Regions from separate parts of the Mus musculus genome. Here all the other regions are linked to region 3. The links are chromatin contacts, called in public ChIA-PET, Hi-C and promoter capture Hi-C maps. All regions are on one chromosome and are shown on one strand. The core of a region is the stretch at or near the end of the contact, and the rest is flanking DNA. Distances in the headings are between cores, read along the strand shown. Region 1 overlaps Kcnk3 (potassium channel, subfamily K, member 3). Region 2 holds the start of Selenoi (selenoprotein I). Region 3 overlaps Fam166c (family with sequence similarity 166, member C). Region 4 overlaps Cenpa (centromere protein A).

Region 1 (5,467 bases), core at 1,672-4,171, 130 kb before region 3:
AATAAGTGCTCGGGGGGATTCCACCTTGTCTAAGACTGGGGTCTTCTTAGGGATTTGGTTCAAAAGTAGACTCTGAGTGTGTGCCTGTGTGCGAATGTCTGTGTGTGTGCGCGCGCGCGCGTGCGTGCGTGCACCCATGTGTGCATATGTGTGTGAGCGCACGTGTGTGTATGTATGTGTGCATGAGGGTGCCTGTGCGCGTGCGCATGTGTGAGTATGCCCGTGTGTGTATGTGTGTGCACATACCCATGTGTGTGCATGCATATGTGTGCATGTGTGTGTGAGCACGTGTGCACGTGTGCACGAGTGTGTCATTATCCTGCTCCTCTTCTGCCTCCATCCTCCACATTTGTGCTTATACTCTTCCCATCTGGGAGCCAAGCAGAGTCAGACCTGCCCCTCTGCACATCAAGTGACTATCAAAGTTTCTGCCTTGAGCTGGGTAGAGTGGCGCATGCCTGTAACCGCAGCGTGTGGGAAACTGAGGCAGGAGAGAGTGAGAGTTGGAGAGATGGTCTGAGCTACAAACCCTTCTCAAAACAGAAACTGCAGCAAAATCTTCCTGGCGGTCTGGGGCGGTGAGGGACGGTGGGGGGCAGTGGGGGGTGGTGGGGGGTGAGGAGTCAGGAAGGGTCTTGGATGAGAACCAGAAGCTTTGGGCACAAGCTCTGGCCTTATCCCTAGTGGTGTTGTGACCTCGAACAAATGACTCTTTCTCTTTGATCGTGTCTACTTGAAAATGAAATCTGTTCTGGTCACGTGCTTCTCCCACTTAGACCAGTGAGCATAAACACTTCAGTTTTTATTAAGAGAATTATGAGAATGAAAGAATGTAGGCAGAATTTCCAAGTATCTTTTCTTTTCTGGGTCTTAGGAAATCTCAACCAAACACTGCTTCTTCCAGGTAGTCTTCCTGGATTCCTCCTAGCTGAAAGTTATTAGTGCTTTATTTGGGAAGTTCTGAGAAGGCTTATTTATGAACTCCAGGTCTCCCAACTACATAAAGCTAAACATTAACTTTGGGGGGGGGGAGCCCTGGCAAGCCTGTAATGGCCCCCTCTAACTTCTACCTTCAAAGGGAGTCCTAATATACACATCATGATTATATTACAGACCAGGATATTGTGAGCATTGCCTGATCTGAGTTCAAATTCTCCCATCTACATAAGACATTTTTGAGCCTTACTTTTTACATCTGTAAAATGGGGCTAATATATCATCTGCAGCAAGGGCTTTGGAGGAATAAATGAAATAATGTATTGATGCACTTAGCCTAGAGCCTGGTATATCTCAAATGCCCCACAATAGCACGCTGATTAATAATGAAGGAGGTGGCAGAACACTCTCACGTTTCCAAGAGATCGCCCAGCTTGGGAGTAACTGCATTCCAGTGGAGCCACCTCTGACAGCCTAGGGCCGGTCCTTAGGATTCTAAAGCTCAGAGAGGCCTGGAAACAGATGTTTGGGGCAGGGGTAAAGGCTTCAAGACTGTCCATAAAATGGCTTCCCTGCCCCACTGTGGCATCTATCCAGTGGTTGTGCCCCTTCTGCCAGGGGCTGTACAGTTGAGCCATGGTGCCTGGCTTCACTGCACCCCAATAGGGCGAGAACAGATTGTGCATACCAGCTGGGTCCCACAGCCATCCACAACTCACCTCGACAGCTGGGCATGCTACCAGCTAGCACAGTGTCTCATCCTGTCCTTTCCTGTCCCTCAGACCAGCACCACACAGTATATGGACCCCTGACTCCTCTCTGGATATGACACTAGGGGCAGAGCTCTACACAGAGGGCACAGCATGGTTATGGCTCCAGCTGTGTAACCCTGGGCAAATTGCTGTCTGTCTCTGGGCTCCTTTGCCTTGTCTGTACTTGGGGTCCAGGCCCATGACCTAAAGCTGTTATTCCATGCCCTAGCGCTTGTCCCGATCTTCCTCAGGAAGTAAAGGAGACAAATGGCTTGGGGAAGCTTTCTGGAATCTTTGGAGTATTCAACTGTGAGAGGCCCTTGGAAAATCATCTGAAAACACAGGTTCCTGTGTGCGTGTGCGTGTGTGGTGTGTGTGTGTGCATGTGTGTGTATGTGTAGCCATCTATAGCCACCCCGAAGAGGAAGGAACCCTTCCAAAGCACCTGTCTACCTCTCACCAGCTTGCTCTGGGTTCCATTAAAGAATAATGCCCTTCAGGAAAACCCAGTGCCCTCCTGCCTGGCTTCCTTTGCCTGGATAGGCTGCCTACAAAACAGCTCTCCTGCTCGGCCCTGCTGGCTGGGCCCTCAGGTGCTGCCCTGGCCCCTCACCTGACATCCAGAAGCCCCTTTACCTTCTCCGCAGGGTTTTCCCCCTCCTTCTGCTCCTGCTCAGCTCCCACCCCTGAGGGGGGCAGTGCTCAGCACCCACATTTAGCCACAAGTACACCCCCAACTTGGTAATTCTCAAATCGAGTGACTCATCCAGACCTGACCCAGGCCCCTACCAGGGCCAGAGACAGTGCTTGACCTTTGTGGGGCAGATGGCCAGACTGGCCCTCACTCCCTACCACAGCCAGGCTCACTAATCAAAACTTTTACCCTTAGAATAAACTTTTAACTTTGCCCTCATGAACATCCCCCGGTCACTCTTTGATTTGTGCCTGACTGTTTTGCGGCTGGAGTGGAGACGTCCTTTGAGTTGGCTATGGCCCCTAGGCATTTCTCACTCTGTATTCATGCCAGGGCCATGTCAGGAGGGGAAACTGAGGCCCAGAGAGAAGCGCATGAAGCCTCAGCTGCAGGCACTATCTTGAGCCAGCTGAGATATCAGTAGGACAGGGGAGCCGCCCTGGAGACAGACTTTTTTCATCTTGGGGCTGAGGGTGAGCGAGCCTATCCCTTTGTCTTACTGTCACTGGACGAAAGGGCAAAGAAGCCATGAGGACCTGCTGACGTGGGTGCCTAGCTTGGATGGCTGCCAGCTAGGGTGGAGTCCGTCCCAGGGGACCCGGGACTTCTGGGAAGTCACCGGGAGTTTGGCCAACCCTGTCCCCCTGCAGTGGGGCAGCAGTGTGCCTAGTTTGGCTTTGCAAGGGAAAAGGTAAAAAGAACTACCAATTGCTGCCTCTTCAAGTCTCTGGTTGGGGGCGGGGCTCTGCTAGTCCCTCTGGGTACCAGCGCACGCACGCAGGGGCTGCTCTCTGAGGCTGATTCTTTTTGGGTACCCTCTCCTAGTACCTGTTAGACCAAACAGCCAGAACTCCTATCTTGAGCATAGACTCTGGCGGCTGCCTCCCTGAACACTCACTAGGGCTGTCCCTTTCCATCTCCCATCCTGAATCCACCACGGGAAGACAGAGGTTCTTACTAATCATTTGGTCTAGTCTTGGGGTTTTACAGATAAGTCACTGAGGAGCAGAGAGGCTTGCTCAATGCCTAGAGGTGGTAACAACACGACAAGGTTAAAGCCAAGGATTTTAGATAATGAAACCAGTCCCCTGGCTGCTGCCTAACAGTTCAGGTGTGGCCAAAGCTCCACCTACTCATTCAGTCAGAGCTATCGACTCTTCATAGGAAGTGACTTAGATAGGAGATGGGTCTGGGCACAGAAGCCACCAGGACCAGCAAGATAGCTCACTGGGTAAAGGCATTTGATGCCTAGCCTGATGGCCTGATTTAATTCCTAGGAGATTCCACAAGTTCCTCTGACCTCCACAATATACCACAGAATATATGTGCAGTCACACAGACATACACACACAGACACAGATACAGTCACACACACAAACACAGACACACACACAGACACAGACATAGTCACAGATGCACACAGACACACAGAGACACAGTCACACACACACACACACACACACACTAACACATACATACTCTCTCTAAATAAATAAATGTAATAAAAATCTCTTTTAAAAATTCAGTGGAGGAAGCTGTGGCTGGACATAAATGTTAATTATCAGCATAAATATTTTAGGATAGCAAGGAACTAAACAACAGTATTGAAAGCCTCAGGCCTCTATCCTCGTCTCTGCCTGGTGTCAGGAACTCAACCACTGGTTGTAGCTCTGGCTTTCAGAGATCTAGGGGGGCATGGAGAGGGTGTGTCTTCCCCTCCCCCTCTCCCTCCTGGTCTCTTCTCCCAGTGGCCTGGCTCCTTCTACTTGAAGCAGAATTCTAAGCTCTTGATAATAGGCTGGTCTTGGCCACCTGCTCCCCACTGGCGCCAGGAGTGTGTTAGCCTGCCTGCCTGCCTGCCTGCTTCCTACCCTTGGCCTAACTGGCCCCCAGGTGGACCCATGGCCCCATCTCGGGTGGAGCTGAGTGTGTGGAGCTGGAGGGCAGGAGGCTGAGGTCTGTCCTCAGCTTGGCTAGCACTAGCTTTGTGTCATCCCTTTTCATTCCTGGTTCTTACCCTGGCATTTTTCACTGTCCTGAACGTCTTTTAGTAGTTTCTCTGTTCAGCCACCCACTCACAAGATCAAAGCTTCCATTTGTGAAGTGTTGATCAAATACAATATTTTACTACATGGAACCAGCGCCAAGGTGATGATTCTTAAGACTCTAATTAGTTTATTTCCCCCATCAAAATCAATTAAGAACACACTTGTCAATCAGAAACTTGAGATTAGCATGGGATAATTGATTCTGCAAGACTGAATCAGGCTATCCTTACATGTGGGAAACGCTGCAGATAGGTAGGGCATCTGCAATTCAGTGAGGCAGAAAGTGCACAGGCTCCATAGCCAAATAGCTCTTAACCTTGGCCAGGTTCTTTAACCCTTTGAGCCTCTAGTTTCTCATCTGTGAAATGGGTACAGTGACCTCATGAGAGATTTGGTGAACTAGTAGATTTGAGATGCCAATGTGAATATATTTGGGTTCCCAAGATTGCATGAACATTAAAGCCCCCCCCCCACAACGTGCTATAATCAATGTTTATTGACATTAATTTCCTCAGATACCAGCTCAGTGGTATGTTAAGGGTTGGATGAGAAAAGAGTTGTTTGACTCAATTAAATTGGGAAAATAGGGACTAAAAAGAATGTTTTTATCATGTGACTTAAGTGTCACATGGTCATACCCGTCCGTGTTCCCATGAATAGCTGGAGGAATGTGTCATGTTTCTCATGTATTTGACGGCAGAACATTTTTCTCACAGTGCTTATTGCTAAGCTAGGGTTCCTCTGAGCATGGTTTGGGAAGCCCTCCTCTGTCACATCAAGAACTTATGTGGTCCTTCTTCCAGGTCCTTCTTTGACTCTGGGTCTCTGAGCCCCATCTCTGGGCAGATTAGAACCTTGGCAGTTCCTGGCTGTGCCCTGCCTCCCAGCAGACTTGCTTATCTAGAGTAAATACAGCCCTGGCCAGGGGAAAGATGAATGAGGTGACCTGTGGTCTGAGACACCCAGAGGCTTTGCACACTAGGTCGTTGTTGGAAATGGGGGAGGGGAAGGGTGACCTGAGTGCGCTGCCAGAGCTT
Region 2 (5,572 bases), core at 1,367-3,866, 250 kb after region 3:
CAAAGTGAAAATTCAAAAGAAGCCTTCCAGCACCCCTGCACAGAGCTCCTACTACCAGACTTAATTAAAATGCCTTCTATTCCTTTCCATCTTCATTCCTTCAGTATTTTCTGGGCATCTCTTCAGCTCAAGATACTGTGGAGACACTGATCATGTTGAACGAGACAGCTATCAGCCCTGCCCACCTAGAGCTCCTGTCCTAACACACCACCAGCAATTATTAAACTAACTACTGAATAGGACTGTGTTAGACACTTCACCAGAAGACGTACGTATTGAGAGTATATAAAACTGAATCCACCCCAGGCTTTCTTCTGTACTGGAAATCACCTCTTTCTTACTACAGAAACCTAATTACCTCTCTGTGTGCACCCCTCTCAGCAGCTACTATATGCAAGTGCCAGGTTTCCACGTGTAGCTCTCAAATGTACCTCTAGGAAAGATAGAAAAATTAAACTGGTTCAAAAGTAATTTTTTCCACCAGCTGGTATAGGAGTGTCATTTCTTTTCTCTGTATTTTTTTGCTCTGTTATAAAAGGTCACACCCGATTAAAACCTCTTTAAGTATTTTGATTGCATGCTTGGGGGTGGTGTCTTAATCCGTTATAAAGCATGTACTCTCTGAAGACCACACAATGAGAAGGCAATGAGAAAGAAAGGATCTCTGTGTGCAATTTCACGTGCCAACAAAACTGACCACACAGATTTTTCTTTCCCTTTGGATGCCTCTGTTTCATTCTTTTAAAATGAATGTGGTATGGCATCCAGCAGAGAGCCTTCTACTAGAATTTAAGGTTATACATTTGTGATTGATTTTGGATCCCGCCTCCAAAAAAAGCCTCACTGTAACTAGAATAACATCAACATTTTAGTGACTGCTGGGACGATTGCAAAACTGACCTTTGTTTTCCAGAACGATAGGAAACCGGTTGTCAAACACAGGAGCTGAGTCAGATAAGGAAGGGACAGCCACAGAAAACCACACCGAGATGTCCGATAAAATAAGACTTTTATCTAGCTGGGACTATAAACCTAGAGAAGACGGTGAGGAAAACTAGGCTCACTGAATAAAGCTGCCACTTTATAAAAACTTGCTCTAAAAGTCAAGACTCATTTTCGAAGAAAATATTTTGGCTGCCAATCTTTGCAGTGCAGCACAGATAACCAAGAGGGTGATGCAAACACACACAGGAGGTATCTGGGTTAACAGCCTTCTGACCCAAGCCACTAAGAAAGCTCTGCAATTTCTTCCTTCCCAGTTACAGTTTTAAGGTAAGTCACCACCTTAATTCAGAATAGTATGGTCCAACACTGCTTCAAAGAAGAATATCCTAGGGCCTTCTAAAGCCCCTGGGTTTTTTTTTTTCTATTTCAGTTAAACAAAATGAAGATTTTTCCCCCCAAAATATTAATTCATTGCACAAATGTTTCCTGGATGACTACTACCCACAGGACTAGCCTCATCATTTGGACATTCTATTCGGCACACACTAATTTCATAAAGGAACAGATTGCCCTCAAGAAAGGCTTACCAAAGATGAAACACCAAACCTCATTATTTCACATTAAGACACCTGGATGGCCAGTAGTTCCCTGGGGGGACTACTAAATCTGTATTTTGCAACCCCAGAATGCTGGAACCACCAGCATTTCTTGGGGGTTCATGCCGTGCCAGACTCTTTTCAACCCTTTCCAATATACTAAGCACAAGAGAAACTCACACTTAGGCTAAAGAGCCTAAAAGAGAGGCTGAGTAGGGTTTCAACGACTCGTCCAAAGCCAAAAGAAGAAACTTGACTTTGGCATCGCGTTTCTATGTACTCCAAAGCCCGCGCGCTCTTTGCACTATACAGTTTCTTCTAGTGCACAACGTCTTAACCTGCAGTGCCAGCGCTACGAGCCTCAGTGAAAGCCCTTTTCCAGGGGTAGGGTGGAGTGCATCTGCATTAAGGCCTGAAAAAGTCACTTCCCTCCCTTAGCATCCGCTAAAAGACCATCCAGATCTCTGAAGTTGTAAGCACTGAGAGGCATGTGAGAAGCTCATTCAAACGACGACCAAAAGAAGGGAACAACACCCTCTCTGGGAAAGGCTGAAAACCCGCCGCAGTGACAATTAATAAGGAAAAGGAGAGAAAGGAATTTCTTCACCCCACTCTCTAAGGAAAAGGCAGTCTCCCGCGGGGTGCCAAGACCGGGCGGCCGGCCTAGGATGCTCCCAAGCTTCCCGACCGCGACCTCCCGCCCCCAGAATCCCCTTCAACAACGCCCGCCGGCGCGCCACGCGGCAGGCGCAAGGTGACACGGACCGCGCCGGCCCCTCGCCGGCCAGGGCGCGGCCCGGGCGCGGGGGAGATGGGCGACCGCCTGCTCGCCTTCTCTACCTTGTACTTGTCAAAGCCCGACAGCTGCTCTGGGCTCACGTATTCGTAGCCAGCCATGACGACCCGAAAACTGAACGCCCACTCCGCAGCGGCAGCGACACTGCGCGACAGGGCAATGAAACAGGAGCAGCACACGGCGTTGTGCAGAGCTAGGAAAGCCTGGGCTGGTAAAGAAGGTAGAGGCGCGCTCCGCCCACCGCGCACGCGTAGCGCACCCAGTGCGCAAGCGCAGCCCCGCGGCTCCCGCGGGTAGGGACACCGCCCCTTACACGGCCCGCCCCCAGCACCGCCTCAATCCAATCGGCACGGGATGGCCATCGCCAAGTCCCGCCCCTCCTACCGTCTTCGTCGCTTCATTTGCCAGAGTCAAAATAGGTGAACTGAAGTAAGAGGAGGAGTGAAAGGTCAACTTCCCAGCAGCCTTTGCTCTTGTCTCTGCTATAGGAACCCCGAGTGATTGTGTGGGATGCTCGCATAATCTTGTGGCCCGGGTGAGTGTGTACGGGGGCGTTCGAGGGGAAGGGCGGAGGCAGGTGTGTGCCACAGCGGGCTGTGAGCGCCTGGAGCTTCGGGATCCTGAAATGATGATGTCGGGCGAACGGGAAACATCGAGTAATCCAAAGGGACTTGAAAATCAGTCCCTTCTGATCCATGATGCTTGTGAACCTTGGACTGCCTCGTCAAATTCCACTGGTTCAGCCGGTGCGAATTCCAATTGCTTAAGTCTCCTCGATTCCCCCATAAAACCATTGATCTCTCAATCTCGACGGGGCCCTGTGTTTACAAGGAGTGATTTTACAACTAGGGCCCAGTGCATTGTAGAAAGAACACGTCACCAGTGGTTAATATGTGTCTAATAATAGGAAATGTTTAATAATTGCTACTTTTTATTGCGTGCCTTACGTGCAGAGAATTTTGCATACATCATCGCCAACCCATTAACTTTGAGATGAGAGGCATTTGCCCCATTTCCCTTAGCACACAGTCCGGAGTTGTGTATTCTCCAGTACCAGCAAGAAATTCAAATTACAATGCCTATCCAGAAGCACTTATTTGGTTGGAAATGGTTAGCCCAATTAGAAATATAGCCCTATTAGAAACAGATTATCAGTGAGTCTAATAGTTCCCTTGTTCCCTGGAATGAGGGCAATTAATTTGAAATCTCCACTTAAGTTCCTTGGAGTCATTCACTTAACAAATTGCTGTCAGGACCTAAGATATGCTAAGCACAGTTTCCGGCTTTTTTGAGACAGGATCCCATACCAGCTCCTAGCTAGCCTGGAACTCACTATTCAGCCCAGACTAACCTCAGATTCATGACAATATTATCAATATCAAGTGTGAGCCACCACACCCACCTCTAAAATGTACAGTTCTTAATGAGATGATGCATATAAAGTGTCCATTAAACCAACATAAAATCTTTGCTATGTAGTTTTTCTAGTCAATATAAATATGACAAAAAGAATCTTGTCATCAATTTTTTTTTAATATGAGCCTTGCACCATTCCATCTGAAATACAAACCATACTTAAAATACTTTAACTACTTGTGGAAAAACATTTAAAAGTGACAGGATAGGGCTGGAGAGATGGCTCAGCCGTTAAGAGTAATGACTGCTCTTCTGGAGATCCTGAGTTCAACTCCCAGAGGTGGCTCACACCCATCTGTAGCTCCAGTTCCAGCGAATCTGATGCCCTCCTGTGGCCTTCAAGGACACTGCATGCACAGGATGCAGGCAAACACACACCCATACGTGTAAAATAAAAAGTAATTTTTTAAAAACTTACACAACTGCAAACTAATAACAGTACATGAGCTACACATTTATTATCCACTTTACATCGGCTCACAACCCCCCTCCCTCCTCTCTTCCCAGTCCCACCCACCCTTACCAGTCCCTTCCCCATTACCACCCTACCAGAGCTGAGTGTGGCTGTGGACCCCTACAATCCCAGCTTTCTGGAGAGCTGAGGTGTAAGAAGAATCACTGTAGCCAATGTTGACTTAAACTCATGATCCTCCTGCCCCAAAGGCAATCTAGGAAATATTTTTTTAAAGAACAATTTTGAATGTTTTAAAGGACTCTTGTTACCTTTAATTATGTGTGTGAGTATGTGCACGTAAGTATAGGTGCCTGAGGAGACCGGGGCCATCTCGTGTCCCTGGAGCTGGAGTTAGAGGCGGTTGTGAGCTTCAGGACGTGGGTGCTCAGGAGGAACCCTGGTCCTCTCTGCATAGCAGTCAGCACTCTTAACTACTGAGCCATCTCTCCAGCCCCACAGCTTTAAATTTTGTGACAGCGAGTAGTTGCGGTTCACTGCCTCTCCTGTGTGGATGGTTGTTAAAACTTAGAATCAATTATAAATCCTGAGATCTTAAACAGAAATAATACAGAACTTTGTCTGGCCTTTGTCATCTTATACTTGTTATCTGAGGGATCTTCAACAATTCAATTTCACTTTGCCCCAGTTTTTTTTTTTAATTAATAACATGTATTTGTGGGGGAGAGTGAGCATGGATGGATCAGAAGACAGTTTTCCACAGTTGATTTTCTCCTCCCAACTTGTGAGTTGTGGGGAATCTAACTTATGTTATCAGGCTTGGCACCAAAGTGCCTTTACCCTTTAAGCCATCTTGCCAGACCTTAAGGTCTCTTGTGGGAAGCCGCCCCCACATTCGCCGTTACAAGATGGCGCTGACAGCTGTGTTCTAAGTGGTAAACAAATAATCTGCGCATGTGCCAAGGGTAGTTCTCCACCCCATGTGCTCTGCCTTCCCCGTGACGACAACTCGGCCATGGGCTGCAGCCAATCAGGGAGTGATACGTCCTAGGCGAAGGATAACTCTCCTTAAGAGGGACGGGGTTTCGTTTTTGCTTTTGGGGGGCTCTTGCACTCTTGCTCCTGAAGATGTAAATAATAAAGTTTTTACCGCAGAAGATTCTGGTTTGTTGCGTTCTTCCTGGCCGGTCGCGTGAACGCGTGTAAGAGTTGGTGCCGAAATCCGGGAAGAAAGAACCCAGGACGAAAAAACCCAGGACAAGAAAACTCGGGACGGGAGTTAACCATCACCGGCGCAAGGAAGATCCCTCATTCCAGAACCAGAACTGCGGGTCATGGTAATGAAGTGTTCCCATAAAACAGACTGTTGAGAAGGATTCAACTGCATGAATTCAGAACTCTTCAGCT
Region 3 (5,703 bases), core at 997-3,496:
CACTGGAGAGCAGAAGGGATCTTAGCGATCTATGCTCCAGACTTCTTCCAGATGACTGGCTCTCTGCATTTCCAAGGCCATATTTACCAGTTTTCTAGTTCCTTCCAATTCAGAATGAGTACATCATCTCTAGAGATGATCCTCATCATGACCGAAGAGGCCTTTCGTATGTATGCCAAGTTGGCATCTGGTGACACATGCCTTTCGCGCTTGCCCCTAACGCTGCCCCTTGCCTCATAGAATAGATGAGTTTGATGGTGAAAAAGGAAGATGGCTTTTGAAAATTTTACAAACCAACTCAAAAAAGGACAGAGCCAAGTCTACCAGGAACCTTGGCAGGAGCCAAGATAGCTACACATTCCTGTCTCCCTCCCTCCCTCTTCCTGACCTGCTTCTCCGTCTTTCTGACCCGACCCCCCTCCCCCCGCCCCATTCTCTCTTCTCCTACACACTTACTTCCACTGCACACCAGCAACCTCTGGGTTGCCAGACATGGCCTATCATGTGTCATGGACTCCCAACAGTTTGTGTCTGTTTGATTTAACTTCAGTGACTCTTAAAGTAATGTCCCAGCTCAATTCTGAATTCCCAGGGATTCTGACTGGGTCAGGCCACACTTCTTCCAACCACCTTGATGGACACGACATCTCTAGGTTCCAGGGATGGGGCTAGGGCAGAACCTAGAGATGCCATGCTCGAATCACCTTCATTAAAGGAAACCCCTCTTCCTCCACAATGGCCCCACACAACACAGCTGCTGGAATCTACCTGCCCTGCACCTCTGTCTGAATCATTCCTGTTTTTTTCCACTGGCCACCCAAAAATTCAGAAACCCTTTGTGTTCTGGTGATGCTAATAGAAGCTTAAAGAAAGTTTAGGAATTGGGGAAAGAACTTAAACTCCTTGCTATGCAATCATGAGGACCCGAGTTTGACCCCTAGTGTCCATATTAGAAGCTGGGTGTGGTGGTGTAAACTAGCAATAGCAAGGCTAGGGATGCTGAGCAGGAGGGCCCCTGGGCTCCCTGGTCCCAGCAAGAGACTTTGTCTGAAAACAAACAAAACCAGAAACAAGGTAAATGACTCCTAAGGAGCCACACCTGGGCTGCTCTCTGGTCTCCACACGTGTGCATATGTGTACATGCACCCTCATTGACACTCATGAACACATGTACACACACACACACACACACACACACAGAGAGAGAGAGAGAGAGAGAGAGAGAGAGAGAGGACTGTTTGAACCAGCTGGGACCACTGCCTACAGAAAAGGCCATGATAGGGCAAGGTGGGGGACCTCAGATGGCTCTGGGACTCTCTTTCAGCTCTTTTCGGATTCACTTCTGGGGCTGCTGATGTGGAGGTCATCGGCTGGTTCGGCAGCTTCAATGAAGACTACTGGACACCCCCTGCATCCAGGCACTGTAGAATCTGATTTGAATTATGACTCAGCTCTGTCCATCCTTCACCTCTAGAGTACTGTTTGCTAAGTAAATATGTGTTTCCCCCATCCAGACCCACTGCTTTCTGAAGGTCCTACATAGGGAGTTGGTGTTTCTTCTAGGGCTCAGGTTTGCCAACAACTCCCGGCAAGCGGGCATGGCAACCTTTTTGAGGACAGAGTTCAAACCTCGACCCACGACAGAGGAGAAGACTAAGCCAAATGGAACAAAGTTCAGAAGGGAAATATTCGTCCTTCCCTCCTCTGGAACCCACCCATGATCAGGATGCACACATAGCTGTCATTCCAGCTGGCGTCTGGCTTGCCTGGCTTCCTTCCATGGAGAAGACATCTTGGCCCTGCTTGCCACCCTTGGACCCTGGGGATGGGACCATGTGTGACCAGCATTTAAGGCCTATTTGCTTTGCCATTCAGCCAAGCCCTGTAATGAGTTTGGCCACTCTGGGGACACTTTAGGGTCCAGCTGTCTAGAGACTCTGGGACACAGGAGAAGTTCATCATGGGAACTTGTGGGAGCTGCCAGATGGCTATCTGCTGTGCGTGTGGATTTTCTTGTCTATATGCATCTGAGGGAGGGGATAGGTCTGATTACAAGGAAGAGTTGTTTTTGCTACAGTGTGCACTTGAATCCTGTCTTTAGGTCTTGACTCCCCTGTTCAGTTGAAATAGAGACTCATTACTTGACAGAATCTGCTTGATCTAATCCAGATGGGTGGAACGTTGGGGGAGCCCAATGGTGTGACACATTCCTCAGCTGTGATCTCCTCCCAGAACGGTCTATGGGACTTTGTGCCCTACCCTCTGCCCTATCAAAGTTTCCCTGGAGCAGCCATGTTGGGAGAGCATACTTTGACCCTCGAAGGTTGCCAAAGCTTGTTGCTACCTTGGCACCCACTCCCTGAGGTCATGTCGCTGAGAGTAGTTTAGTCCCAGCTCACTCCTCCAAGAAATAAGCTCAAGTATGTATAAAGACCTAATCAGCCAGCTCTGTCCAGTCAGAGCTGAGTACAAGTCACCCCCACTCCCTGCCACGCCACAGGGCCCCTGGGATCACTAAGACCCCCTCTGTTTCCACATGAGCGTGTGGTATTTGAGAAACCAGGACTGAGGAGCCCAAAAGACCCGGTTCAAATCCTGTCTGTGCTAATTCCTTACTATGTGTGCTTGGGCAACTTTCTCAGCATCCCAGAGGTAGGGCCGAGGTCCCAGACTCCGTAATGAGAAATGGGAGTCAGCTGAGTAACAACACTGAGGGAACTGTTTGGGGGTCATGCCACCCACCCTAGCCACTGCTGTGTGTTCTCAGTTATACTAGTGAAAGCAGGCAGGAGGTCTCGGTCCCCGAGTGGCCCGACACCTGGGTAGCCTTATGAGCCTGGCCTTAGTCATCCCCCAGTCCCACCTGCCTCGACCTGGGCACATCTGGATGGCCCACAGTGGCTGGGCACAGCTTCTTGGTTCGGATTTCTCCGGCTTAGCTCTCCCCAGTGCTCAGGGCACCTTCACGCATGGTGACAAGATCCAACTGAGAGGCACACGGGATGGTTGTGGCTGAAGATTTTATTACAAGCAAGCCAGCCTGGTCAGGCCAAGGTTCCCTGGGGTCAACCACCTGGTTTCAGGCTCTGAACTCGAAGTAAAGGTCCCGCCTTTGGCGCTCTTGAGAGGAAACTCTCTTCCCTGATGGGAAGGTCTGGTAGGTCCTCTTGTAGTCAGGGGATAATCTTAGTAGGTTCCACTTACTCTTCTCACTCAGAGGAGGCCTGAGGGTAAGGATGGGCCAGCGTCAGGCAGTGCGCCCCGAGGAGCGGGAGGAATGTTCACCATAACCCTTGTGCTCACTATAGCTTTGTGGCCCTGCAGCCATTGGCAGCGTGACATCTGCCGAGTGAACAAGGACTCGGGAGAAAAGTGACCTGGATTCTGGCCCTGCCTCCTGCTGGAAACAAACCCATGTGACAGTGAACTGCTGCTACTGTTGCCCTCTTGTTATCCTCTTGTTCTGAGGAGTAAATGAAGCTCTTTGTGTAAAGCACTTAGTGCAAGGTGAGGAGAAACTCAGCCGTTATGGGAGATGCTGACTGCTGCTGTGGTAGAGATGGTGGTGGTGATGATGGTGAAGGTGATGGTGGTGGTGATGGTGGTGCTGTAACTCAGAAAGGCTAGAGACTCCCCAGGATACAGAGTTGATCGCCGACCGTCCCCAGCCACTTAAGATACGCTATCTGTATCGGGCATGGCACGGTCAGCAGTGCAGACTACTGGATAATTTGGAGAAGAAAGAGATACAAGGACCTGAAGATTCAAGAGGGGGCATACATGGCAAGATATCAGAGACCTGTCCCCAGGAAAGGCTCAGTTTCAAGGGACTCACTGGCTCAGAACTGGCTCAAGAGAGACACAGGCAACCCAAAGGCTGAGCTGACCCACAACAAACATAGGTCTCTTCCCAGACGGGGTCTTCAACCATCAGGTAACCCGCCCAAGCTCCTGAGGTCTGCGCTGGACTCAGTTTACTTTCTTATGTGCCAGACCCATCTGTCTTACAGAGAGGCACTTTTAGAGGTACTAAGACAGTGTCGGCAAAGTGTACCAAACTCTGTGGGAGCAGCTGCTGTATCTACATCTGGATGCTGAGGCTGGGACTCTTGAGGCAAGCAGGGGTTAAAGGTTAGAAACCCAAATGTGTCCACTGACCTCCCAAGTCCACACCCCTCCCAGACAGACACAGGTGGGTTGCAAAAGTGGGGAGAGGAACAGGCTTCGAGTTGGTCTCTAGGTCACCTCCCTACCACTCCCAGCCATAAGGCCCCTGGGAGTAAACTTGCGAAACCTGTGCTTTGGTGGCAGGAGGGAGGGAAGGTCTTCCCTGGGGGCGGGCGAGGGGCTCTCTCAAGACACCAGAGCCGGGCTGTAAGGCGTTTCTTACTTTTTAAAACCTGGCTAGTTAGACTTTTAAGATAATCTCATGTCCCTGGTGCAAGACTAGGATCCCAGCATACCCTAGACTGGGTTCCATAGAAGGTGGGGGGGGGGGGGACGGGACGACGACAACAGGATATGGGTGGCAAGCTGATGACCTGTCCCTTGTCCACGTAGTGTCCCATTCATCCACCAGAGGGCAGCAGCTGTTTGGACTGGTTTGGACTGGTGCAGCTTTGAGAAGGGCCTTTGCAGAGGAAGTAGCAGTCAAGTTCCCACAAGCAAAGGCTATGGAGTATGTATCTGGTCAGGAAAATACTTCCTGATCCTCCCATGAGGGTTTCTGGCATCCTGCCCCCCACCCCCCAAAAAAGAGCTGCTGGATCTGGGACTCTGCAATAGCAGGCACCACTGGCTGTGTTAACTGTTTCTCAGGGTCATGGCTCCAGGGCTGGAGGAAGAGGAGATGCCCTGTGGATGTGTGTTTGTTGACCGCAGAGAGGAGGAGAGGGACACTCACAGGTCGGTGGGTAGGGGGTACCGGTCCGGCTCCTTCACAGGAAGTACAAAGTAAGGAACACGGGACAGAATGCCAGTCTTGTCTTGGTAATACTTCCGCTGCTGCTGGACTGTCTACAGCTCGGCAAAGAACACACAGCAGGTTGTTGCTGTACCACCTGTTCCAAGATACAGCTGGCCAGGGGTGCGGCAGCCCCACCCCCACCCCAGTGTTCCTGGTGAAATCCGTTCCTCCATCTATTGGGGATAGTGACATCATCACACAGCAGTTTTGATGCAGAGAGTAAACGAGACCAGGCTGCTAAGAAGTCTGGAATTCCAGTTTAGCATCTGCACACCTAAACACTGTCCACGCAAGCGTGCTCTAAGCACACCCATGTCCACGCAAGCGTGCTCTGCTCTAAGCTCTGCTTCTCCTTCACTCCTGGAGCAGGTGTATCAGTTGTGTCAGCCTGGGGAGCAAGCCTCCCACTGACACACTGATGTGACCCCATGGTTTCTCAGAGTCTGAGACCATCTACTCATCCTGTCCCGGGGGAACTACCCTCACTCAGGACAAGTTCCCAGCACTGACACCAGGCAGTATCTGTGTCTTTCCTACCTGGATGGGAAGGTATTTGTGAGAGAGGATGCTGCAAGGACTAGGGCTCCCGGAGCCTAGAGGGAAACGATACCTCATTCCCACAGGTGGGCAGCAGGTGGGCATGCTAAATCAGAGAATCAAAAGCACTAGGGGCATGGCTGGGTTCCCCCAGCTTCATCTCTCCATCGTGGACAGTCTGGTACAGTGGGGTGCACTCT
Region 4 (5,968 bases), core at 2,243-4,742, 190 kb before region 3:
CCTTATCTCAAAACAGAATAAACATGAAAAAATAAAATAAAGGAAGAAAGAAAAAAAAGAAAAGAAAATCGAAAGGTTTAAAAGTAAATTAGGAAGAGCTGAAAAGAAAAAAAAAAAAACCAACTTCAATGCATTAGGAGGTGGGGCAGAAGTCATCTGAAAGCAGTGATAGAGGACACAGGGAAGAGCCTGAAGAACAGGTGACTGGAACTGGGGTGGGAGAAGAGAGACTGGGGAGAGGCAGTGTTGAAGAAATAATGGGTGAGAACTGATGAAAAGATATATTCATATTCATATTCAAGAAGCCCAATGTATGTCAAGCAAACTAAGAAAAAGAAATCTGCATTTAGACACATCATAATGGCATTGCAGAACACCAGAAACAAGGAAACATCTTTGAAGAAAAGATAAATCAAGGATATAGTATTTGCTTCTAAGAGGAAGGGTTGCGGGGATAGCTCAACAGGGGGGAAAACAGAACCCAGAAAACCATGGAGATAGCCTTCTCACGTCAAGAAAGAAAACTGCCAAACCAAGATTCTGTCCAGACTTAAGAAAATCATCCCAAACTCACAGAGATGAGGAGAACCACGGAGGGCAAGGCAGCTACACTTTCCAAAGTTAAAAGCAGAGGGACAAGCAGACACTGATTCCAGCCGCTCCGAAGACGTCTGAGGCAAAGCCGAACCAGCACATTCTACACAACCACAACAGCCTTCGCCAGCCCCACACTGATGTCATCAAATCCTTCTGCAACCGAAGCCCTGGGAGCTGGGCAGGACTGGCTGCAGGGTCACTAGCAAACAATCAAACCCTTACAAGTTCCTCTTACCACTCACTACACAGCTGCCTTTCCTCAATGCCCCCTTACAGTTATTAGAGGGGCCTCTGGATGCAAGGAGGCCAAAGCCAGGCATGGGCATGTTGGAGGTTTGTGCAGAGGTTTTGCATATGGGCATCAGTTCTTAAACCCACCTAGGCCTTAGGCCCCCTCTGGGCATGTCTTTATCCTGAAGGGACATGAGGGCCTCTAAAATGTTTATCTGAGCCTTCTCTAGGAAAGCTCAAACTCGACAAGTCCCAGCCACATGCTCATACCTCTTAATTAGCTTTTGTCTCCATCCTCAAGCAAATGAAGTTAGCTGCGAAAGGAGATCTTTAAAGAGACTACAACACCTAAAGGGTGTCGAGGGAGTAACTTGGAGCAAAGTTACTACATAGAAAAACAAAAACAGAAAATCACAGACGTAAAGTGCCATTGCACTCATACGACAAGAGCTACTTGATTCTTTTGGCTTGGTCCCTACCCACTCTTCTAACAAAGGAGGCTAGAAGCTTGGCCAGGGGCATTCTCAGACTCCCGTGTGGCTGCTTCTGCTTAGGTTCTGGGAAGGACCTGGAGAGTAAGAGGAGCAGGGAAGATCTCTCTCTTTCCTACTTCGGCAGTGCTTTTGAGGGGCAGCAGCTGACAGGCATGGCCCTCTGCTCAGTGTGAGGAGACAGCCAGGTCAGTGTTATGACGGTGGGGACCGTGATTCATTCCTACAGAGCCACCATGAGGGTGGGTTTGTGGCAGCAGAGGCTCCCTGATCTCTTTGTCTTCTCCATCAATACCTCTTTGATTTTAGCAGCGATAGTGGTTTGTTTTACTGAGTTAAGTGTGACTGGCATTTTATGTATTAAAAAAAGAAAGTCAAAAAATAAGAAAAAGGCCTTGGATATTAAAAATGTGAAAACAGAAATAAACTTAATGGGAAGGTTAGGAAAGGATGAGATTTCTAGCAGAGAAAGGCAGAAACCAGGCCGTGGGTGCCGCACCCAATTCGGGCACCTGGGAGGCAGAGGCAGAAACAAGTTCAAGAACAAACTGGTTACATAGCAGGACCTCATCTCAAACAAGCTAATGAATGAGAATTAGGGTTTATATTAGCTAACTTAACTCTGTGACCATATGCTCAGCAGAAGCAGCTTAAGGGAAGGGGTGCTTATTTGGACTCTCGCTTCAGGAGATAACAAGTGTCACAGTAGGGAAGACGAGGGACAGAAGCAGCTAATGACTGCAGCATGGTTATCAACTGGGAAGGAAGGCCAGACTACAGCCCACAAAGCCCTCCAGTTGTGCCATCCAAGCCCAGGTATCTGCAACGCTCTCTATACATGTGCAGTGAGGGATATCTCAGACCACACACAAGCTCAACAGCACTGGGCTGAGGGCTGGCTCTGTTGTTAAAGTGCTCACAAGGACCTGTCTCATCCCCAGGATCCACAGAATAAGCCGGATATGATGGCATCAGGTTGTGTCCCATACTGGAAAGATCGATGTATCCCATACTGGGAGACAGTGGATCCTGGAAACACCAGAGATTGTCTGACTAAGTAAGGAACCTCACGTATGCTGTTAAAACCATATGCTGGTAAACCATAACATTACACATTACATGCTATTAGTTACCAGGACGTAAAACACTTATTCTCATATAAACACTGCAGTCCTGAGAACACTGGTCCTGCTTGGCACTTGAAAAGAATTCTAAGATCACCACAGACGAGCTGTATTTGACCCTCTGCATGTATCTGATCCGTCGGTAAGTGTTTGTAAAGGGTAAGTTTATGGAGCGGTTCAGTCAGCAGCCATGTCTTCATCAGGAGTTTGTGCTCACTGCGGTCTCACCACAGCACCTCAAGCCAGGAGGTGGCGTGTCCCGTTACTGCAAACCTCTTACATTGCTCTTATCGAGAGTACAGAGGGCAGGTTTTCTGTGTGTTCCTTTCATCAGTGGGAAATCTGCACATCTCACTTCTCTTGTTTCCGTTATAACTGCTTCAAAGGGTATAAAATGATGAGCTTAATATTTACTAAAAAAGCATGAACATCTATTACAGTAACTTTACTTCAATTCTTTCATTAAGGAATTATTTTTATTTTTATTTATTTTTTATTATTTCTCCCCAAATAAGCTAAAATTAATCTGTAAAAATTCTGAAAACACATTTTAAAATTCCAGACTGATATGAGACATTTTATATGATTTAGAGCTAAAGATAAGAGACTCTGGACGTTTTTGATAGGAATTCACTGGTAGGAACCAGAAAGACATCTACTTCAGGCTGTGGATGTAGTTCAGCATTATAGTCCATGCTTGGCATGTACAAATCTTTGAATTCGAGCCCCAGTCTTGAAGAGAAGAAAAGATTTTGTATGTAATTCTACTTAGGTTTTAAAGAAGAGCTGCATGTTTGCTGACTGACAGACAAACATGGATGACAGGATGAGGTCACTCTGGAAGGCAGGCATTTATATGGCGGGACTGCCACGGCTCACATACAACAGATTCAAGCGCTTTATTCAGGTTTTTCTTCCTTATATTTTAAATAAAAGTACAAAAACTAATAGTAAAAGATGCAAACAGAGCAGTAAGAGTGAAATAACCATACCATGGCAGGTATCGGGTGTCTGAAACCTTCAGCCATAGGGCTGAGCAATTCACAAACCAAATTGACCTTTGGTCTGCAAACACTCGAGTCCATGGGAGCGAGTGGGCAGACCTCTGTGTCGGGGGAAGGCCACAGTCTTCTCCTTCAGAGACAGTTTTAAGGGCACCGTGTAGCCAGTATTTAAAAACAGCAAAACCCAGCCAGCTCCTCCGACACCACTGTCAAGCTGCAACTCCAAAAGCTTCCAGGTAATGTCTGTGAAATTTAGGAATCATTATTTACTAACAAGGCATTTAAAAACAAACAAACAAACAAACAAACACCCCCTTCTTCTTAAAATTCGAGGACCCAAAGCTGGGCATAGTGGCACACAACTTTAATCCCAGCACTCGGGAGGCAGAGGGAGGAGATTTTTGTGAGTCTGAGGCCACCTTGCTCTATACAGTTCCAAGACAGCCAGAATTACATAATAAGACCCTTACTAAAGTGGCGATGGAGGGGTGGGGCAGGGGGGTCTAGGCTTTGTAAAATGGTAAGAAGTACCATCAGAAATACGGAGCACAACTCATCCGTTCACTTGTTTTTAAAAAGATCTCAGTCTATAGTGCTGGCAGGCACCCATCCGCACGCGTGAGATGCTCACATTGGTCTTGGGCTTCCCGAGTGTTGGCTTACAAGCGTGAAGCTCCACTCTTATCTTAATACTGCACAAAGGGACAGGGCTCAGGCCTTCCTTAGGGAGCACAGGTGAGAGGGCGAGGGACTAAGGATGGGCATGGCTGCCACTCCTCCTTCAGAGCAGTCTTTTCCCAGCCACAAGCAGCACTCTGAGGATCAGGGAGGACTTACACATTCCACTGGCAGCTTAGGGGAGTCCGCCCTCGAAGCCTCGGATTCTCCTGGTCAACTGAATGTCTTTGGGGAAAAGCGTGACCCGACCAGCATGTAAGGAGAGGAGGTAGGCGTCCTCAAAGAGGTGGATGAGGAAAGCTTCTGCTGCCTGGGCAGAAGAGAACACTGACGTGGCTGAGGGGACAGACAGACTCAAAGGACTGAAGCAAAGAACAAGGTGGATCCAGGAGCCACCCATCAGACCCGCTTCCACACCCTCACGTGTTACACATTGGCTGTTCTTTTCAGGAGGCCAGACACAGCCTGTGGTAGGCCATAAGCTCCTGTGGAGCTCTGGGGTGTACTTCCTTTCTGCCTTCACTCATCTCTGCCCCTTCTTACCTCCTGAAGGGCCAACAAGGCCTGGGCTTGCCACCAAAAATCCACACCACGGCTGAACTTCTCACATATTTCTCTAACCTGTGGAGGAGTGGGACGGGGATGAGCAGAGAGCCACAGAACAGTGACTGAAAAGTGGACGAGGGACTTTCTCAAGTATCTAATGCATCCATGTCTACCATTATGTCTTGGCCCTTGACCTCAGGGCCTGGCTCAGTAGGCACGGACTCCCAGGAGCTTAGGAACTGGCATGGCTTACGGGTGGTGAGGAAACAAGGCAACCTCAGGGTAGGGAGGTAAACCGGGTGAGAGGTTCTATTATAGTCAGGGGTAAGGAGAAGAAATCAGTATCATAAAAACTGAGGGTGTGCAGTGACTCAGAGGGTTGGAGACAACCTCCAGCCACATCAGTGAGATGCACAAGCATCCTGCACATTTGGGAGAATTATAGAAAAGGTGGCCCAGGACTGAGTAAAGGCCTCTAGAACTTACAACCATGCTGAAAGGCTTCTTCCTGAACAAGAGGTCTGTGCTCTTCTGCAGGGTCTTGATTTCCTTAAGCCACATGAATTTCTGTCTTCTGCGCAGTGTCTGAGAGCCTGAGCAGAAGAGGTAGGTCATGAAGGCAGAGGCAGTGGAAGTATGTGGCAGCACAGCAGACACAAACCTTCCCACGAAGGCAACAGACTTCAGCATGGAACTACATCCTCAGAGCAAGCTGACAGGGGCTTAAGAAATGCCTGGGAAATGAATTTGCTCTGAGCTTTGGGGTTTGTACATTACCTTCCACAAAGCCTTTCCCAGACTGCAGTTCCATCCCTACAGACCCAACCTGTCAGGGCCCACAGGATTCATGGATCTCATGTCCTTCCCACCAGACTGGAAAGTTAGCAATTTCAGTTTTTAGGTCCTTGTCTTTCTTCTCATTAGCTGGAAGGAATTAGGAGTATCTAGTACAAATCCCTTGTCTTGATTACCCTGGAGCCTTGGGAAGTGGAAACAGTTGGCTAGCATTCATTAGAGACCAAGTTGGGACCTTGGAAAGGGTGTAACTCAGTGCTACTGTCTGGAATGTGGATGGTGAAGCCACAAGGTTTGGTAAAAATTCAAATTCTCATTAGAAAACAAAAATACAAAATTAAAAACCAAACCAAACCATTTTGCTCTGGAGCTGTGGCTCTGCCGTGATGTGCTTGCTAACATGCACGAAGCCATGGGTTCAATCCCCCACAACACAGACAGAAAACACACTTCTAACTCTCTAAAATGTTGAAGAAGAAACTTAACTGATATTAGACTACTT

The links. Promoter capture Hi-C pulls out the DNA fragments that hold promoters and counts their contacts. A called contact is a pair of places that touch in the nucleus more often than the background predicts. ChIA-PET counts read pairs in DNA pulled down with a chosen protein or histone mark.
Region 1: a contact with region 3 is called in an ESRRG ChIA-PET map of liver, with 7 times the contacts expected there. The contact joins two enhancer-like sites. A contact is called at or near these places in 1 of 15 datasets of contacts at CTCF or cohesin (the NIH/3T3 cell line), 4 of 484 Hi-C or Micro-C datasets (embryonic heart, embryonic stem cells, liver and 1 more), 4 of 115 datasets of contacts at active chromatin or transcription factors (embryonic stem cells and liver) and 1 of 9 other capture datasets (liver).
Region 2: a contact with region 3 is called in a Hi-C map of liver, with 4 times the contacts expected there. The contact joins the promoter of Selenoi here to the enhancer-like site in region 3. A contact is called at or near these places in 7 of 39 promoter capture datasets (the C10 cell line, the HPC-7 cell line, cranial neural crest and 3 more), 14 of 484 Hi-C or Micro-C datasets (3T3-L1-derived adipocytes, the C2C12 cell line, CD8 T cells and 8 more) and 11 of 115 datasets of contacts at active chromatin or transcription factors (the 230-238 cell line, T-cell acute lymphoblastic leukemia, bone marrow-derived macrophages and 6 more).
Region 4: a contact with region 3 is called in a promoter capture Hi-C map of liver, with 2.2 times the contacts expected there. The contact joins two enhancer-like sites. A contact is called at or near these places in 5 of 39 promoter capture datasets (cranial neural crest, embryonic stem cells, liver and 1 more), 2 of 484 Hi-C or Micro-C datasets (the HL-1 cell line and embryonic stem cells), 7 of 115 datasets of contacts at active chromatin or transcription factors (the 230-238 cell line, embryonic stem cells, extraembryonic endoderm stem cells and 1 more) and 2 of 9 other capture datasets (adipose tissue and liver).

What each region holds. Positions count from the first base shown.
Region 1 is chr5:30,615,570-30,621,036 of GRCm38.p6, reverse strand. The region is part of intron 1 of Kcnk3 (potassium channel, subfamily K, member 3); the gene reads right to left. Among named protein-coding and RNA genes, the nearest start is that of Mir5625, 30 kb to the left of the region's middle. Within about 2 kb of position 2,921, at least 22 of the 459 cell types and tissues checked have an H3K27ac peak or open chromatin away from gene starts, as enhancers often do. A contact at or near this core is called in liver, where this site is marked.
Region 2 is chr5:30,229,625-30,235,196 of GRCm38.p6, reverse strand. It overlaps Selenoi (selenoprotein I), which reads right to left and starts at 2,616. Exons shown (of 10, transcript NM_027652.3): 1 at 2,382-2,616. The coding sequence starts at 2,438.
Region 3 is chr5:30,481,389-30,487,091 of GRCm38.p6, reverse strand. Fam166c (family with sequence similarity 166, member C) reads right to left here. Exons shown (of 4, transcript NM_029285.1): 3 at 4,904-5,016; 4 at 3,005-3,224. The coding sequence ends at 3,080. It overlaps Cib4 (calcium and integrin binding family member 4), which reads left to right. Exons shown (of 7, transcript NM_028483.1): 7 at 1,325-1,508. The coding sequence ends at 1,355. Among named protein-coding and RNA genes, the nearest start is that of Fam166c, 18 kb to the right of the region's middle. Within about 2 kb of position 2,246, at least 5 of the 459 cell types and tissues checked have an H3K27ac peak or open chromatin away from gene starts, as enhancers often do. A contact at or near this core is called in liver, where this site is marked.
Region 4 is chr5:30,671,760-30,677,727 of GRCm38.p6, reverse strand. Cenpa (centromere protein A) reads right to left here. Exons shown (of 5, transcript NM_007681.3): 2 at 5,158-5,264; 3 at 4,669-4,746; 4 at 4,285-4,435; 5 at 2,891-3,690. The coding sequence ends at 4,301. Among named protein-coding and RNA genes, the nearest start is that of Cenpa, 7.9 kb to the right of the region's middle. Within about 2 kb of position 3,492, at least 7 of the 459 cell types and tissues checked have an H3K27ac peak or open chromatin away from gene starts, as enhancers often do. A contact at or near this core is called in liver, where this site is marked.